Regions from separate parts of the Mus musculus genome. Here region 1 is linked to region 2. A link is a contact called in public HiChIP or PLAC-seq data. All regions are on one chromosome and are shown on one strand. The core of a region is the stretch at or near the end of the contact, and the rest is flanking DNA. Distances in the headings are between cores, read along the strand shown. Region 1 overlaps Gm30340 (a long non-coding RNA gene). Region 2 has its middle 7.3 kb from the start of Gm42184.

Region 1 (6,705 bases), core at 688-3,187, 480 kb before region 2:
ATTGTCAGAACTGTGCTAAACAGTCATTTTGACTCACTCTACATGCAATTATTTTTAATCAAATATTTCATCAATTATAAGATGCATTAATCTTTGCATGTGGATAAAAATAACTCATCTATTTCTAAAAATAGTGCTTCCACTAAGCACTTTGCATGCCAATCTGTTTTACAAGATTTTTCAGGTTTTCTTTTTATCTGTCAAGTAAAGGTTTTTTTTTCATTCGAGCCATAGATAATTTTAATATCAGTTCTTACACTATGTAATCAAATGCATTTCTACGTTTTCAGTGCATTTAAGGAAGGTACCAGTAGCTGTACACTTATTTCTCAATAACATTTTGAAGACACAGGGTAAATACTTTAGGAGAAGAGGCATTCTTGTGAAATATGGTGCATACTATATATCATTCTCTAGTAACTCGAATTTCTTTACTCGTAATATAGATATACCAAACTCTTCACTTAAAATGATAAGACCCAATGCTTACTAATGCATGCTTACTAATACTATTTTTATATAAAGCACTATTTTTGTAGAGTAGCTCTTAACACACTAATTTTGTGCTGTGTTTTAAAAACAGCACGCATTTATTGCTCACAGTTTGCACTAAATATATGCCCAGAATAAAATACAATCTTGATGCATATAGAAAGGCTTTATTACTCATATCTTTTGTTCGTATTTATTCCTAATTTTAATATTTTATACTTCTTTATAAACTATATACACATACGACATCATTGTGAAACATTAAAATACATTTATTACTTTCAGTTACTCATCTGTAACAACAAACCACAGTGCATAGCCAAAATTTATAAATGACCATTTTTACATTATGACAGAAATATGGATATAATTTTATTCTTAAAATTTCGAAAAGCAAATTATTCTACTAAAATATATCAGCATAAAATTGCTATTTATTTTTAATTGTGAAAGAGTTGTTTTCTACAGTATTTAAAATGTATTAACATTGAATATTTTTATTTTTAATAAAAAAGGCTTTATTTTGAAAACTTTCCTTTATATTCCCGTTTCTCTAATACAAAATGATTTAATTTTCATGGCACAATTATTAATCACCTTTGTTCTATATTCCCCATTATTTTAAATCACAGTCCTAATACTTGCCTTCCTATAAATACCATATTCTGAAGATCAAAATCAGAAATACCTATCTGCATATGATATATGATGCTCAAGAAAAAGAATTCTTTGTTATTTTCCTCACTATTATCTGAAAATCTAGACACAGTTGTTTCTACAAATGTGATATTAGTCTGCATGCGTTTTCATGTCATCATAGACAATCTCACTTACAGAAAGGCCATTTCAATGTAAGTATATCTTCCTACACAAAGAATCCTGTTACAATCTAAGAATGTGGGTTTTCATTTCCACTCAATGCATTTTCACTCAGCATTTTCCAATTCTATAATGCAAACATATACAGAGAGGTTAAATACAATGTTGGCTCTGCAGTAGCTGTACAGAAGAGAAGCACACATTTTGCCCAGACTTCCCTGAATTTAAACCTCAGCCAATAGACATGTTTCAATGTGTACCTGAACAGAGCCAGTGCCAACCAAAAGAGAGTAAATGGGCAGAAAGCTTTCTTTATAAAATGTCACAAGTGATATAAGACAGTGATCTCAGAGGAATAGGGTGGATCCTCGAAAGCATTTAGTTCAACATTTATTTCATCTATTTAATTTCGTGACTGAACCAGATCAAATCACAGGTAGCCAAATTGTAGATTCAGCTAGCTTCTCTTATTCTCTGGCACTTTTTGTTTCTACATTCCTGATACATTCTTTCATTTCCCAACTCTTCTCTTCCCAGGCATTTGTACCACAGGAACCTGACAGCAATTGTTCTGATTCATGGCTTAGGAGGAGCAGCTGATTAATCCCTTGTCAGCAGTCTTGACCCGGTGTGGAAAATAGAATCTTCGAAGGCCTACTCACCAATATATCAGGAGCAAGGCAGCATGGCTTACATCGCTCTTAAATTCAAGGAAAGTTTAAGACAATGCCAAGCAGCAATCCTGGTCTCAGAAATGCTTTATAGGAACATTTGGACACAGAACAGGAACATACCAGGGAGAAGAGTTGAACAATTGTGGCTTTCTTCCCTGGAATAAAAATCTTATATTTTCGGTCCTCCACAAAATACTTTTTAAAAAAAAATCACTATTTTCTTTATCATAACTATTGTGGTCTGTGTTTTGATATGATATAACATGTTTTGGGAATTTTAAATCATTCCATTTCCTTCCCTCTTCAATGAGTATAGACACTATGAACATAGAACTCTAATTTGTACATTGTATAAAATAATTGCAAATAACTTCTATTTCTAGAATCATCTTTATGTGACACATTCAGCTGTGAAGAATATGCATACTATATAGTTTAAAACAGGAATGTTTCTACTGAAAACCATTTTAGTTCTTGAAATGACAAAAGCCTTAAACTGAACACATTGCTACTTTTAATCAAGAAAAAAATAACTTAGTAATATAAAATGTGGTCTCGGAACATATGATTAAAGTACAGAGATGAAGTGGGATAATGTCCCCCCCTTTTTTTTCCAAAGAGGACCATGTACATGAATCCAATATTTATGAATTTTATTTACAACCACAAAGCAGACTGAAAATCTGTCAAATGATGTGAAATCCTAAAAGATGCAGGGTGTTAAGAGATGGTGGCCACCAAAGACAAATCAAGTCTCAAAATTAAAACTATGCACAACTAATAAGCATACACATGAAAGATGAGAGAGAGAGAGAGAGAGAGAGAGAGAGAGAGAGCATAAGAGACCCATCTATGATAACCAGAGGAAGCTGAAATGTGTTGAAGCCTTTCCCTTGTAAACTGCATAATAGCACTTTCAATGTTCCCTTTCTGTCATCCCCTGTAACCATCAAGTTCGGGTTCTGCTGCTGCAGTCAGGTGCACGGGCACGGAGCTCTTACGGTTGGCTGCATAGAATTCTGAGGAAAGCCACATCTGTACCATTTTTTTTCTCTTGGACAGTAATAAATAACAATTTGTGTTCATTTAGATTTTTTTCCCTGAGTATATTTACAGCAAGTTATTCAGTTTTTTTTTTTTTTCTTATCCTCTTAAAGCATAGGTTTAATTTTGAGTGCATCTTTCATTGTGAGAGTGTAAACCTTTGATCGAGTGGCATTTGCATTTCATTATAGGGAAGTGCTTTACATTGTCTTCATATGCACCACCCAATTCCATGTATCATCTTGGTTTGTGCTAGTCACTGTTTAAAACACTGGCTATTAAGTGTGGCTTTGTGGACAGAATCTGTATGTTCTGTGCAGTACAAAACAGAAAAGAACAAGGAAAAATTCAAAATGAATAGGTCATTTGAAAGAAATATAGTAAGTTTTCATGTGATTGTTTTCAATATAGTATTCTCGGCAAAAGAATGCAAGTCATCATCTAAAACGTAACATGTTCAGATTGGCCGTATCTCATCATTTATTTCTTTTGTAAAAGAGCAAATGGGATGTATTTTTAGGTGTTTCTTTGTGCAAGTTCCTAGCAAATCCTGTTGGGATAGCATTAGAAATAATAATGAAATGAGCTGTAGGTAATGGTATAACTCTTGGAAAGTTTTTAAATGTGAGGCTGTGAAAATGTGTCCTTTGAAGGATCAGCAAGCCTGTGGCATTGTCTGTGAAAATGGAAAGAATTGATAAGGCTTCTGTGCTTTTGATCTTTATCAGGTTTGCAATGATTCCTATTTTATAAGGTGACATATTTTTAGCCTTGTTGCAGGGAGAAATGTTCTGTTTTTCCTCAGAAAGCTGGCAGAAAACCATTTTCCGACCTTGTCTGCTTCATTTATCTACATGTAGATATTAAACCTGTCTCATCTCAAAGGCCCACAAACACCTTGTCAATAAAGTAGTAAATTAAACACTGGCATAAAAACATTACCCTGTAAAATTTCTCATTTGCAGCCGACTATATTTGCCACTTTCAGGCATAGCATTTTAACATTTAGTAAATTTTAAATAACATAAGATTTATTTTATTGAGAAACAATTCAACATTGAATAATGTCATTTATTTTATTTTTTAAAGAATTATTTCAATACAGTATGTATTTCCTATGGGTGGGGGAGGACATCAGGTGCATTTGCTAGGTTTTACATGGCATCTTCTAGGAGGGGTAAGTTTACATTTTATACAGTTGTATTCCCTTTCATCACCAATCAAAGCTTAGCGAAATATCAGTCACAAATTTCACAACCGGAGAATTTGTTTTGCCATGTTAGACATAAAATATTGGAGACCCTTTCTGTGTTCTTCCAGCTTTTCTTCATATCCTTGGTAAGGCAGCATGTAGTAGCTCTGAAACAGGAGATGTTTCTTTGGTATTACTACTTGGAAGAGCTGTTTGCAAGCTTATTTGCTTCCATGTTATGTTCATAAGCAGGAAAATATAATTTATTTCTGCATATCTGCTATCCCGGACAAATCAAGGTGACAATCCGTGGTTAGCTCTGTCAGGCCCTTTGTCCTAGCGCTGCTGTGAATGGAAGTACAATGGGAGCAAAGTGAATATATAACAGTCCAGCTGCCTTGTTGTGACAGCCCTGTCCCTCCATAGCAGTGTGTCAGTTCATGTTTGTGTACCAGTAGCCAGTTCATATGATGACAATGCAAATTGTCTGAGAAGTCTCCTAGCAGATAACAAATTAAGCTGGGGCTTGAGGTGTAGGGAGGAGAGGAAAGGGGAGCTTGGGCACATGTCTTTGGAAAATAATGACCCGTAAAAGGTTATATTTTGGTACAGTGATTATATTTCATCGCAGGACCGTTATCCCAATTTTGGCAAGTGTCTCAAAGACGCAGGTAGGCGCTTACACTTAAATCGATCATACCATTTCTGTGTGCAAGGTTCGGCATTAATGTTGCTTCCTGAGCTGTTTATATTTCATTTACGCATGCAATTAATCATCTTTACTGTGTTGATGCTACTGGCGTCAGCAGTGCAACTTAATTAAATTTGAAATTATAGTACAGTAAATATAGGCTTCCAACTAGCCAGGCCAAATTAAATGCTGTGGTCTATTTCTTACCCATGGTGTTTTCCAATTTAAGTGTTCATTTGAAAGGTTACTTTTCAGATTAAATTCGTTTTCCTTTTCTGTTTTTTTTTTATTATTATTATTTAACTGTTGCTAACCTAGAATAGTTCTCTTTCAACATGTACTTTGTTCCTCTTTATCATATCTAGCCACAGCTTTATGAATATAATGTAATCCATGGGTATTGCATTACCTATAATCTTTTTCTCGTCAGATGTTACAGTTTCTGTAAGAAATGTTTTTTCCTCCTGATAAATTTTCTACTTCTCTATGATATGCCACCTGGGCTGCTTTTAAAAGGCCTCACCTCCATTTTGTTTCAGGCTGGTAATCAAGCAATTAGCCCACAAAATGGAGGGCCTCAGTCTTCTCTGTATACCATCTCTTAGATTGTTGGTTTTACCTCTGTGAAACCATAGAGAGAACACTTTACTGCTGATCCCGTGAAACGGGCTTCTGAAGAATGACACTTGGTTAGGAGAGACCAACCATAGCAACTTAAGACTTTTACGTGGTACCAGTAGCGAACCATCCTATAAGCAAGACATGCACAGTCCTGGTCTTACTGATGAGAGTAAAGTTTAAGCTGCTTATTCAAACAATCCAAAGATAAAGCTTAAAAGTATAAAACACAGCTGACATAATTTCTTTAAATGTTTATTGTTTTCTGCAGTACACTGTTCTCCAAACAATTCCTTCCATGTCTAGCAAGGTGTGTGAATAGAAATCCCATCACACTCCCCATTATGCATACAACGCAGGGTTTGAATCCTGAAAAATTTGCCTGTAAAGTGCAGCATAAGACTTGCGTGTAAAACGCACATGCTTTTTTCTTTTTCTTTTTCTTTTTTTTTTTTAATGCAGCGCTGCCATGTCTGCACTTTTTGAAATTGCATATTTATCAGTTCATGAATTATTCATGAAATTGGAAAATGCTGGGGAGGGGGCTGTGCTAGGAGGAAGAAAAAGAACACACACACACACACACACACACACACACACAGGCACGCACACACAATACATATATGCTTGAAATACTCGCGAGGTGCTTTTCACCTGTATTCTAGCGATTCTGCTAAAGACAGCTGCAGTTTGAATTTTTATTCCTGTGGGTTGCCTTTGTATTCAATATTGTATATTTCTGACATGCAAGAATTATTTTACTATGTTATCTGTATGCTATAGGGGAGATTTGAAGAGTACAGTTTGTTTAAAATTAAGGGTAATAGGGACTACAATGAGTGGTATGTATCAAAAACTTCTAAAGTGTGGAGTATTTAATAAATATTCATCTTTCTCTGCCAGCTTTGATTGTTGTCAAAAAGAGCTGACAGATTGAGGATTAATGAAACATTTCATAAATTAGAAATGAAACCCTCAGCAGAATGTCCCAAGTAGGAAGCAGACATGGCTTAAGCTAGAGATTCATTCGGCTTGTGAAGGAAGCCATTCTCAAATGCAGCATTTTCTCTGAGCTTGGGAAAAAAATACACTTCTCGTGTGTGCTGACTGAGAGCAGATATCCAGCTTCTCCTTAAATAAATCAATGTTTTCTACATTTAAAGGCAGGTTGATAA
Region 2 (6,062 bases), core at 3,133-5,632:
CTCATTAAAGTGATCTCTGTTCTCACCCGTTGACCTACTCTAGCATATTCACAGCACTGCCCTTGTCTGGCTGGCAGCTTTACCCTCACCTTATTACCATGTCTCCAACACTACTGTGATCTGCTTCTTTCCTTTCTCTCCTTTTGCCTGACTTAGACAAAAGAAGATGCTGCTATTGGCAATCTCTAGTATGTAACTTCAAAAATCACTGTTCATAGGGCATGGGCTAAAGAGTGACCTTGGATCAGAAAAGAAATGCTGAAAATTTACTTAGCTAGTTTTACAGTGACAAGTAAAACTTGAAAATGCTAAAAATGGACTCTTATTCATTATAAATATAAGCAATACACACACAAAAGCAAAGCTCCTTGGTGACCTGGAGGCGAAAAGGAAAACAGATTCATTGACACTGCTTTTGAAATCTATGCATCAGCTAAAAGATCATTGTGTTGTGTGTGTGTGCGTGAGTATGTATGATGCACGTGCAATTAAAAGATAAAATGCATGAGTAGCTTGTTAACCACAGAAAAAAAATAAGAAAAAACAAGAAACCGTGTATACTCTTTGTCTGGAAGTAGTGGTTTCATCCCTGATCATTTGTCAGCATTACCTGTTCGCTTGTTGAAATTTAACATAAGTCAAACAGTTTTAATGCCTCACTCAAGAGACCCAACCAAGGTGCCCCATCACAACTTAATCTTCTCATTTAATGTTGCCTGGATTCTGTCTTTTTGTCTGTCCTTGATGTTTTCAGGTGTAAATCTGGCATAAAAAACAATGAGGTGTGTGTGGCTGTGTCCTGAGCCAAAAATCCACAAAGCTCAAAAGAGGTACTTTGTTCTATGTGTCTTTCTGTGTTTCCTATAAGTAGAGTGTGACTAATGAACTTCACAGAAAATGTCAGCAGCAGCAATATTTTTTCAGGACCAAGAATTCAAGCTTCTATTATTATCTTACCAGTGTGCTATCAAATATGGATAGGAACCTGACAATGAATGGTATCAACTCTGTAACGTAAGTAGCATGTTGAGAAGAAAATCATTGTTCACGTATATTATTGTCGACCATTACTTCTTGTGAACTCCTCATGTGAATTTCCCTGAACAGACAGACTGATCTTGAAATGTAAATGGCCCTGAAAATTATGTGTGGCTTGTCAAAGTATTACTTCAAGGACACATGGGCTATATTCAAAAAGGAATGCAAAAACTATGGTCGAGTTTCCATTTTCAATTGCTCCAGTAATAGAGAGCAAGATGCTTCCAAATGTTTTTCAGAAATGCTCTAAGTCCAGGGTTTCTACTGAAATCACTAGCTTGTCTTCAAACTGTTAGGTTATAATCGTGGAGTATGTCTAATAAAAGGCCACAACCCAATACAAGATAATCATTACAGAGACATTATTATTATTTTCTAATTAGTAAAAAAAAACTATTGGATTTCCCGTGGCTTCCTCCTGCTGAGCAATCATTTGATCTTGCTTATGTTGACAAACACACACGTCACCAATTCTGCCTCATTTATCATTTGACAGGGACAGTATTTGCTTCTTCATGTGTAAAGAAAGGAAAATTTAGGGTAAGCAAACCGGCAAGAAGAATCAAGCAGTAACTCAAACTCCTTTTGCTGGTTAGCAGTAAGGGAGGAACTAGTGAGTAAGGAAAATCATTTATTGTCCATTGTATAGCAGAATGACTTTTGAATATCTTCTCGGTATAATGCTAAACTCCATTTCACAGACCTTAAAAATAAGCCAAATTGGAAGAAAATAAGCCAAATTGGAAGAAAAGGAGAACAGATGTGCTTAATATTGAGAAAGAAGATACTTGAAAAAATAAAGGGAAATCATCGAAAGCGATTGGGAATGATTACTTTTTACTATTTACGTTGATATTAAATTGAACATATATTTAGCTAGGAAAAAAAGAAAAGAAAAAAAGGGAATTCACTTTGTCTGTATTTAATAAAAATAAAAGTAAAAATGTTATATTTTGTGCAAAACAGACTTTTCAATTCAGTGTGATGATTTCAAGTTTCATTCTGGCTCCTTAAATTTGGTTGTTATCTCTTTTTAATAATAAAAAAAAATGGATACCTAAATAAAATGTCTAACAAGTACTGTGGAAAGATGATTTTTTTTTTTTTTTGCTAAGGAGGACCACACCACATAGGCCAGAGCTTCCCAGGAATTTACACTTTGGAACTCTCACAAGATCTAATGGTTTGTTGACAGATTGTACAGAAATCATCACTATCGTAAGGAGAAAGATGCAAATTGAAATGTTTTCAGGAAAGAGGACATCTGTATGTAGATAAAGGCACAGCTCAGCACCAGAGCTGGGGAAACCCTGTGCTCTCTGTTAGGAGGGACTGGGAGATCCATCTGACAGTGAGAGTGAAGAACTGGCCTAAAACCCCAGGCTTCACATACAGCACCTTGATTCTAGGCTCCGTCAGTGTAAACGCAACTGATTAAGACTGACCTTGCCTGTCAGCAAATGAAATATAATTATAGCATTTTGAAATTCAAACTCCCAAATATTGGGAGTGAGCTTTAAAAAGATCCAAAATTCTAATATATGTCAGTACAGTACTTTCCTTTTGCACACTGCAGACAGTCCAAGATAAAAGATTTCCCACTATTTGGTAAGGAAAAAATGTCAAAGAAAACCCACTAGGTATTCTTGATTCTGTTTCTAAAATACAACATTCAGTACTGTGTGAAGATTAGGTTACAACATTTTTTGTGTATGTCTTTATTTCTAACCAAAAAATCTGCAAAAAAAAAAAAAAAAAAAAGAAAACCCAAAATGCTTGGGCCATTATCCCCTTAGGTGCCTGTCTGGGACACATATTATAAGCACATGTTTTCGGAGATAAGATTAACTTCATACGAATCAGATGTTTTCTTCAGAATATTTGATAACTTTACTATAAGAAAATTCAATATTTTATTTGCTATTTTCTAAGGCAAGATAATAAAACACTTGTTTTCATTTTAAATGGATGCCTGATATTATTAGAAAACAGAAATATTCAAGGCTTAACTGAAATGATTAAAAACTGTAGCAGTCTCATTAATATAGGACTTTAAGGTAATGGCAAATGGCTCATTGGTTCTTTGTGTGAATAATGTGATCAGACGACTGGGGGAGGGGAGACAGATGAAAGAGTATGGAATCATTTGCGCTGATTTCCATTGCCCAAGAGGAATATATATAGATAGATTCTCCCTTCCTGGTTTTTCCCCATGACAACAGTCTTGAAATGCTGGAATGCACCTCTCTGAGCTAGTATTCACCAACACTGCTAGCTAAAATGTACCTAAAGGAAAAGACAAACAAGCAATGTGCTTATTAACCTGTGTTATTAACAAGAGGCTGCCTAAGACGGTTTCACTTGAAATTACAAGAGTTATATTTTTATTCTGATTATCACCGTTATACAAATCTCCAGGTACTGTGAAAGAAGACATAGGTGTGTATGTACAGAAACACAAATAATGAATTTCTGACCCCATTTGTGCCATCAACATACAATTTCATATTTTCCCATTTGACTACCATTATTGTTCCAGATCTATGGCACTACTACACAAACCATACCTGCTAGGTCCCATCATCATGATTTCATTAGAACACAGCCCATTTTCTAGAGCTAAAAGTGCCATCACAGAGGAAAATAAAATTTCCAAGGAACTGAAAGTGACTTTAGAAATCTAACTGCTTCCTTATTATTTTTCTAAGTTTTTAGAATTTTTTTATCTCTCTCAAGAGTGCAGCACAATAAAGCGAATGAAAGGACCATGTTACAGGAACACTGAATGTGTTTTGGAATTTTAAAAATACAGAAAAAGGCTAGAAGAAACCCTAAAGCACTTGCATTTCATGAACCATGGCACGCTTTGTGAATATGTCACATAGAATCAACTTGTGGACAAGTGTGCTAGGGAATACTTCAGCACACTATACCACCACTGCTTTACAATACAATATGTGGAATTGTTTTTAAATCTTTTTTCTGCCTTTAAAGAATATCCTGATTCTGATTGAATAGACAAGAATTCAACAATAGAATACACAGCATATATATGTAGTGTGTAATCTTTGCACTCAAAGAAACCAAGCTGATTACAGAAAACTGATGACGAGAAAAATTGGCTCAAAAACCTGAAATAACTTTAAAGGGACCAAAATCAAAATAAGGAGCCATGATCTCATGTGTCTCTCGTATCGAAATGAATGCTTGCGGTTAAGTAGGCAGTTCTGAAGCTCCATGCATTTTCTTCTGGGAGGGAGTGTGCATGTGTGTCCTGGGCAGCTGCTGGGTTTTTCCTTTGCCTGCTCTCTGCCATTGCTTTGCCCTGCCTCCCTGTGTCCAACATCAAAATCACACAGGCAAAATAAAGAAAGCCCTTTGATTCGACCTTCACTGTAAATTATTGCACCACAGGAGGAGGATGGCGAGAGTGTGGGAGGAGGATTGCTCCCTCCAGTCACTGGCAATTATCAGAGCAGGGACCCCCAATTCCTGCTCTGATACCCTGGCTCTGGGGGATGGCACCCAAGGGAACAGGAAGGCATGCAGAGGAAACCATTTTGTCTTCTGATTTCTATACTAGACATTTTTAGCCTCATTTTCATGGGGGGAAAGGAAATTAACATTTCACATTTATTCCTAGAGAATGTCAGAAATGCGTTTTCAGACTAAAGAATTCTCTTTTCAAAAAATATTAAAATCTAAAAGCTGAGAGTGAATAATTTTTTTCCATTTTAATTAAATGTCTAAAACCCTAAAGGCATCTACAGTATTTATTCTGAGAGTTATTTATCTAGATAAACTGTTTATTAGTATAGGCGAGAGATTATCATTTTATCACAGTTTATAAATGACATGTGGCTACATGCCTGTATATCAGTCACTGTTGCCAGTAGATACTGTAATTGTTAAAGAAAAAAAGACAGAATTTTGTTTTTCATACAAGAATTTTCAGAAATACTCTCTAATATACTTTATTTACTATATAAGTTAGGAACACAATTCTGGTGTGTAGAGAGGTCTAGCTGGATAATAATGTTATATATAAAACATACATAAATAGGCTTTATAGTGCATAGACATGCTTATACCTAAATTATATGATAAGGAATTAAATATACATTCACAGCATGCACAGATTTCTAAAGGCAGTGAGAGGGGTGGCCTTCCCTCTAGGAAGTGCAGCAGGTGTTTGCATATCTGCACAAGAGGCTGCAAGGGCTGTGAAGTACTTGAATCCTTACTACATTGAGAGCAGTCATGATTGGCTCAATTGATCACTGCAGTCACCTGATATTACATAAAAGGTTGGTGTTGAAGCATATGGATTGGATAATAATCAGAGTTGTTCTGACATGGTCTATTTAATAATTCAAAAAGGAAAATTTGAAAATGATACTACACAAAGCTGCAGCACCCGGTTGACACTTTATTTATATCAATGCTCTTTGTGTGGTTTGCGAGCTGTGCAGATTGCCTCTTCAACAGAGTTATTTTTCTAAAGCATCAATATTCCAAATCACCATCAGCAAATAATCAGATGCATCACCTGTCACAATCGAAGGGTTGAAACATTCTGTGTCTCCCTACATGGGTGTAGCAGAAACTAAATGGCAGGCAGCCACTGTTTCTGTACGTATTGAAAGTGCAACAGAAAGACTCCATGGACATGATCAGTCATCCTGGAAAAATGACTATTGGTAACATTCATTTGAGTATATTTTTTCCAGTGAATAAACCCATTCACTTAAAAAACAGAGGAACTAAAACAGATATAACTGCGTTCTCATCTGTCTGATGAGCATGGACTATGATTCTTTCTATAGAAGTAAAAGCCAGGCATTCATGGTTCCACTGACTAGGCTCAAAACCATAAATGTTTTTAATATATATGAGTGTTTTTCCTGCAAGTCTATGTGTATAGCAATTGTGTCTAGTGCACGTGGAAGACAGAATGGCATCTCATCTCTTGGAACTGTAGTTTCATACAATTGTTAGGTGCCATGCCAGTGCTGGGAATCAAG

The links. HiChIP or PLAC-seq counts read pairs in DNA pulled down with a chosen protein or histone mark.
Region 1: a contact with region 2 is called in an H3K27ac HiChIP or PLAC-seq map of neural progenitor cells, with 9 times the contacts expected there. The contact joins two enhancer-like sites. A contact is called at or near these places in 6 of 115 datasets of contacts at active chromatin or transcription factors (differentiating embryonic stem cells, embryonic basal ganglia, embryonic hindbrain and 3 more).

The regions. Positions count from the first base shown.
Region 1 is chr3:17,325,848-17,332,552 of GRCm38.p6, reverse strand. Gm30340 (a long non-coding RNA gene) reads left to right here. Exons shown (of 7, transcript XR_880680.2): 7 at 1,849-6,705. Among named protein-coding and RNA genes, the nearest start is that of Gm24963, 78 kb to the right of the region's middle. Within about 2 kb of position 1,937, at least 5 of the 459 cell types and tissues checked have an H3K27ac peak or open chromatin away from gene starts, as enhancers often do.
Region 2 is chr3:16,852,556-16,858,617 of GRCm38.p6, reverse strand. No RefSeq gene overlaps it. Among named protein-coding and RNA genes, the nearest start is that of Gm42184, 7.3 kb to the left of the region's middle. Within about 2 kb of position 4,382, at least 10 of the 459 cell types and tissues checked have an H3K27ac peak or open chromatin away from gene starts, as enhancers often do.